Regions from separate parts of the Sus scrofa genome. Here region 1 is linked to region 2. Evidence: chromatin contacts called from public HiChIP or PLAC-seq data. All regions are on one chromosome and are shown on one strand. The core of a region is the stretch at or near the end of the contact, and the rest is flanking DNA. Distances in the headings are between cores, read along the strand shown. Region 1 overlaps SIRT2 (sirtuin 2). Region 2 overlaps ACTN4 (alpha-actinin-4).

What was found. HiChIP or PLAC-seq counts read pairs in DNA pulled down with a chosen protein or histone mark.
Region 1: a contact with region 2 is called in an H3K27ac HiChIP or PLAC-seq map of skeletal muscle. The contact joins two enhancer-like sites. A contact is called at or near these places in 1 of 47 Hi-C or Micro-C datasets (epiblast stem cells) and 1 of 2 datasets of contacts at active chromatin or transcription factors (skeletal muscle).

Annotation. Positions count from the first base shown.
Region 1 is chr6:47,688,339-47,691,106 of Sscrofa11.1, reverse strand. The region is part of intron 9 of SIRT2 (sirtuin 2); the gene reads left to right. Among named protein-coding and RNA genes, the nearest start is that of RINL, 7.4 kb to the right of the region's middle. Within about 2 kb of position 1,281, at least 22 of the 83 cell types and tissues checked have an H3K27ac peak or open chromatin away from gene starts, as enhancers often do. A contact at or near this core is called in skeletal muscle, where this site is marked.
Region 2 is chr6:47,556,596-47,559,475 of Sscrofa11.1, reverse strand. ACTN4 (alpha-actinin-4) reads right to left here. Exons shown (of 21, transcript XM_003355883.4): 12 at 2,192-2,342. Among named protein-coding and RNA genes, the nearest start is that of CAPN12, 21 kb to the left of the region's middle. Within about 2 kb of position 1,400, at least 26 of the 83 cell types and tissues checked have an H3K27ac peak or open chromatin away from gene starts, as enhancers often do. A contact at or near this core is called in skeletal muscle, where this site is marked.

The DNA of each region.
Region 1 (2,768 bases), core at 32-2,531, 130 kb before region 2:
AGATGGGGCTCAGATCCCATGTTGCTGTGGCTGTGGGGTAGGCCAGCAGCTCCGATTTGACCCTAGACTGGGACCCTCCACATGCCAGGAGTGAAGCCCTGAAAGGCATGCAAGCATAAATAAATAAATAAATACCTGTAGGAAGGGAGGGAGGGAGCCATCGAACTATCTGGGAGGAGAGTGCAGTCCAGGCAAAGGGCAGCACCAGTGCAAAGGCCCTGAGGTGAGACTGCATTTGGCATGTTCACGAAGCTGGATCTAGGGAGTTCCCTGGTGGTCTGGTGGCTAGGACTTGACGCTTTCACCCCTGCGGCCCAGTTCAATCCCTGGTCTGGAAACTGAGAGAGGAGGACAGTAGCAGAAGAGGATGGAGGAGACAAGGTCAGGGAGGTGACAGCGGGGGACCACAGGAAGGGCTTTGTCCTTTCCCCTGAGTGAGATGGAGTCACTGGTGGGATCTGAGCAGAGCAGAGCTGTGACCTGACCCCCCCTGTTCCCAGGGTCTCTCTGGCTGCATTGGGGGTGGGGGGGCAGACCGTGAGTGGGGGTGGGGGTGGGGGGCACAGAGATGCAGGAGGAGGCTGCTGGGCTGGCCCAAGCAGGAGGCGATGGAGGCTGGGCCAGGGAGGGGCTGCTGAATGGGAGAAGTGGGCAGGTTATGAACCAGTTTTGAAGGTAGGGCCAACTGGGAAATGCGTTGCAGGAGAGGAGTCAGGACAGCTCAGCCCAGGTGCACCTGCAGCCTTTTACTGAGATGGTGCAGGGACAGGCAGGTGTAGGGGCAGAGGAGGAGTTTGGTTTAAGGCACGTCCAGCTTGCAATGCCCACTAGACGACCATGTGGAGATGTGGGCAGACAGCTGGACACAGGCGTCAGGGCCTGAGCCGGAGAACAGCATGTAGATGGTGTTTAAACCCCCCAGGAGTTCCCGTCGTGGCTCAGTGGTTAATGAATCCAACTAGGAACCATGAGGTTGTGGGATCGATCCCTGGCCTCGCTCAGTGGGTTAAGGATCCGGCATTGCTGTGAGCTATGGTATAGGCCGACAGCTACAGCTCCAATTGGACCTCCAGCCTGGGAACCTCCATATGCTGAGGGTGTAGCCCTAAAAAGACAAAAAGACCAATAAATAAATACATAAATAAACCCTCCAGAGGGGGAAATCACAGGAGCCCCAGCTGAAGAAACCCAGGCCCAGGGTGGGGCTCGCCAGGGCTGCTCAGAGTGTTCCCTTCCCAGCTCGGTCTGAGACAGGACCTCCTGTCCCCCAACCACAAGAGCGCACCAGCCCAGGCGAAAGCCGGCTAGACTATGCCCATTGCCATGCTTAATGTGCAGGATTTAAGTCCACATGCATACTGAAAATGGCACATTACATAAAACAAAGGTGGAAAACACTGTTTCCATTCTCACGTTTTATGAAACCGTTTTTTGGGTTTTTGTTGTCACCCTCTTCTTCAACCTCAACCACTTTTTGAGTCACTGACCCAGTTTTCTGGGACACATTGTCTTTGCTTCTTTCTGAATTGTGACGACGCAGCACTTTTGAAGCCTGCACCGGGCTATTTTTAGCTCAAGACACAAGCGTTCATTCAACCAGGAGAACAGTTGTCTCCTTCGTTCAGGCCACTGCGAGCAGTGCAGCAGAAGCCGCTTACAGTTCTTTTTAATTCGGCATCTACGGCACGTCCATCACACACAGGGGTGGTACTTGGCTTGCTTTCACTTAAGCCCTTGTCTGGGAGACCCTTCCCTATCTGCCCCGGCAGTGCAGCTTCACGATTTTTTTTCGGTCTTTTTAGGGCCGTTCCCGCAGCATATGGAGGTTCCCAGGCTGGGGGTCGAATCAGAGCTATAGCCGCCGACCGACACCACAGCCACAGCAATGCGGGATCCAAGCCGCATCTGCGACCTACACCACAGCGCACGGCAACGCCGGATCCTCAACCCACTGAGCAAGGCCAGGGATGGAACCCAAGTCCTCATGGATACTAGTCATGGATACGGAGCCACGACGGGAACTCCACCTTCATGCTTTTTTAAGAGCATGTCCATCAGAGACACGAGGCTTTGCAAACAAAAGCAAGCCAAGGTTTAAAAATCAAGAGATTGCGGGTGAAAACCCAGACTTCAGACTCCTCTGGAAGATCAGGAGGAGCTGGCTGCACCCCAGGGTGGGTGCGTGGGGTGGGTACGTGGAGCTGAGTAGCCCTCCTTGCCCAGGGCCCATCTCCTCACCACGCCCTGTTTCCTGCCTGAGGCTGAGGCTGGATGTCAGTTGTATTGCTGCCTGTCACAGCTTGTCCTTTGTAAAAGAACTTCTTGGGCGCTCTTCTCCACCCCAGCATCCATCCCTGGGGGCCCCTACTATTACCTGCTTCTTGGGCCTCCTTTGAAGATATTCTGTACTTAGACGAGCAAATACACAAATTCACGTATTCATCTTTCCACACCCTGTGCACGCTGCCTTTGTGCTTTCGGCCTACAGACATCGTGGAGAGATCACTCAGATCAGGATAGGCGTCGGGCACATTCATTTTTGGTTTTTTTGGCCACCCTGAGGCATGTGGAGTTCCCAGGCCAGGGGATCAGATCTGAGCCACAGGTGTGGTGTATGCCACAGCGGCAACACCACCAGATCCTTAACCCATCGTGCTGGGCTGGGGGTCGAACGTGCGTCCCGGTGCTCCAGAGACACCGCCAGACCCGTTGCTCCACAGCAGGAATTCCAGCCACATTCATTTTTGTTTGTTTGTGGTTTTCCGTCA
Region 2 (2,880 bases), core at 151-2,650:
CATATGGAGGTTCCCAGGCTAGGGGTCTAATCGGAGCTGTAGCCACCGGCCTACGCCAGAGCCACAGCAACGCAGGATCCAAGCCGTGTCTGCAACCTACACCACAGCTCACGGCAACGCTGGATTGTCAACCCACTGAGCAAGGTCAGGGATCGAACCCGCAACCTCAAGGTTCCTAGTCGGATTCGTTAACCACTGCGCCACAATGGGAACTCCAAGCTCTGCGATTTTGAACTTGTGTGACCCTGGGCGTGCGACTTCCTTCCAGATTCCTCAGTTTTCTGGTCTGTGAAACGGGGGTGGGGATGAGGTGGAGACCAAGTTACCCACCACAGGTGAAGTGCGGAGAGCGGCCCTTGGCACCCAGTAGGTAAGAGGAGCAACGGTTATTTATTAAAGGCCATGTGTCTACTTCAACGGGTACTGACTCACCGGCAACCTCATCCTAAGCCCTCGACGACATCATCAGGGAAACACGTGGGCCGACTGGGGATGGGTGTGATGACTGCGATGACTGAGGCTGCAACACGGAGCTGCCGGGCTCGTTCCTGGCCCTCTGCCCCGGTTCCCCCTCATCGGCCCCTTGTGGGCTCTAGCCTAGGGAGCTGATGTGTAGGCAGAACCCTGGGGGCCCACGGGTGGGGGACAGGGAACAATCTGGGGAGGAACAGGACCGGGACCCAGGACATAGGGATGGACTCGCCGGCAGGATTACAAGGGCCGGGGGAGCAGCAGGCGCTGGAGGAGGAGCAAGGCCGCGCTCCACCGGGTGGGCAGGTGGCCTGGGCTCTGATCCGGTCTCACCCGCTCCCGAGCTGTGTGACCTTGGGCAGGGCCCTTGGCCTCTCTGTGCCTGTAACACAGGATTGCTGGGGGATGAAATGAGCTGATACAAGCAGAGCACCGAATGCTCTGGGTTTTCGTCATTGCCATTAATCAACACTCAGCCGAGTCGTCCATCCAGGCTCATCCTGGCCGGCCCTCCATCCTCTGACTCATCTTTGGGGGAATGGACAGCACCCCAAGCAGCCCTCCCCTTCTCCTCCAGGGCCACTGTCCAGAAAGCTGCCTTGGGGACTGCCTGTTCCCTGGCTGTTCCCCACTGCCTGGGAAAAAGGCTGGCCTAGGATTACCCCAAGTCTGTTTCCCACCAGCTTCCTGGGGCTCGCCTGTCAATAAGGGACCTGCCCGTGTCCCACTCCCTGCTAGTCCTGTGGAAGGTGGATGTCTGCGGCTGTGACCTCCCTCTCCTTGGCCTGGGCGTGCCAAGTGTAGGAACTTGATCCTAGAGGAGCTGCAGGACCTCAGAGGGTGTCCCCAACAGGGACGCTACATCCCTAGTACTGTCTCTATGGTACATTCTGCTTCTGAGCAAACAGGGAAGCCCCAGAGCAGCTGGGCAGTGTGGAGAGAGCGAGTCAGGGGGAAGCTGGCCCTGCCTGGCGGCGGGGCTCCACCAAGCATCACCACTTAGCCCCAGTCTTGAAGGAATCAGCAGGGCTTTGGGGAGGACGGTGACCAGGGTGGGCTGTCTGTGGAAAGGGCAGTTCCAGCCAAGGATCCTATTTTTGAGCAGACGGCTATTTTGGGAGCCCTGCTGCCCCTCCAGGGTCTGTGGATTTTCCATGAAGTAATGGCCCAGGCCTCCTACTCCCTGGGCCTGGACTGCTGCTGGCCGCCGCGCTGGTGGAATAAGGCCCCCTTTCACTGGCTCTGGAGGCTCAGTGTACTAACTGTGCGCACACGTTTATCTGACTCGGGCAGGGAAGGGAGGGCAGAGAACCGGCTGCCTGGAAGCTCTTACAATAAGTGTATTCTGCGCAGGAGAGGGAAGGGGCTGTGCGGAACAATGGGCTCTCTGTGCAGCCATCCCTCAGGGAGCAGCGGGTGGGAGCGGTGGGGGCCAGGCCGCCCACGACATCAGGGGGCCAGCAGGTCTCCTTGGTGTTGGCAGAGGGACCCTGCCAGCCTGAGGAATCAGGACGAGGGGCCAGCGACCTCCCTCTGCTGGACAACCTAGATGCCACTGTGTCTCTCGTCCAGGGTTCACACAAGGTGGGCAAAAGGCATCACCCCACAAGGCCCTTACCTGGCATTGAAAGGAGGGGGGTGAGGACACCCTGCTCCACCCGTGCCCTGGGCAGGGCGCTGGAGGAGGAGCAGGTGGCGGGACCCACAAGCCCACACGTACTTGAGCTCCTGGGCGATGGCCGCGATCTGCTCCACGCGGTCCTGGTGTGCGGCCAGGTCACTCTCGAAGGCCTCGTGCTTGCGGATGAGGGCTTTGATATCTGAGAGGGTGGCCGTCTCATAGTCCCGCTGCTTCAGCATGGCCTCCTTCCCTGCGGGGGGTGGAGGGCAGGGGTGCTTAACAACAGCGCCGTGGGGGTCCAGGGCCTTCCAGAACCTTTCCCGTGCCCTTTGCAGGAATCTCTAAGCCCAAATGTATCCTGGATGGAACTGGGTTGGGGGGCCTGAGACAGATACCCCAATTCAAACTGTGTGTTCTACACGTAGTCCGTTATGGGTACACAGTAGGAATTTGGATTGTGCTGCGACGGCTGGAAAAGCGGACGCCCATCTCCAGATCTGGAGAAGCGGGTGGGGCTGCGGCCACGCCCGCAAAGTGGGGAAGGGGGAGCCTGACCATGGGACGGAGCCTCTGCCCGCACCGTCCTGAAGGCTTTCTATGTGCGGGGCTAGAGGGGGGCGGGGGGGCAGGGCCACTGGAGGAAAGCTGTTATTAGCTCCGGAGCCTGGCTAATTACACAGCCCAGCACAGAGCTCAGGCGAGCTCTGCAAGCACAGGAAGGTCCTGCAGAGGACCCAGGGGGAACACTGGCCTGGAGAGGTGGCTGAACCCCCAACCCCTAAAGCTCA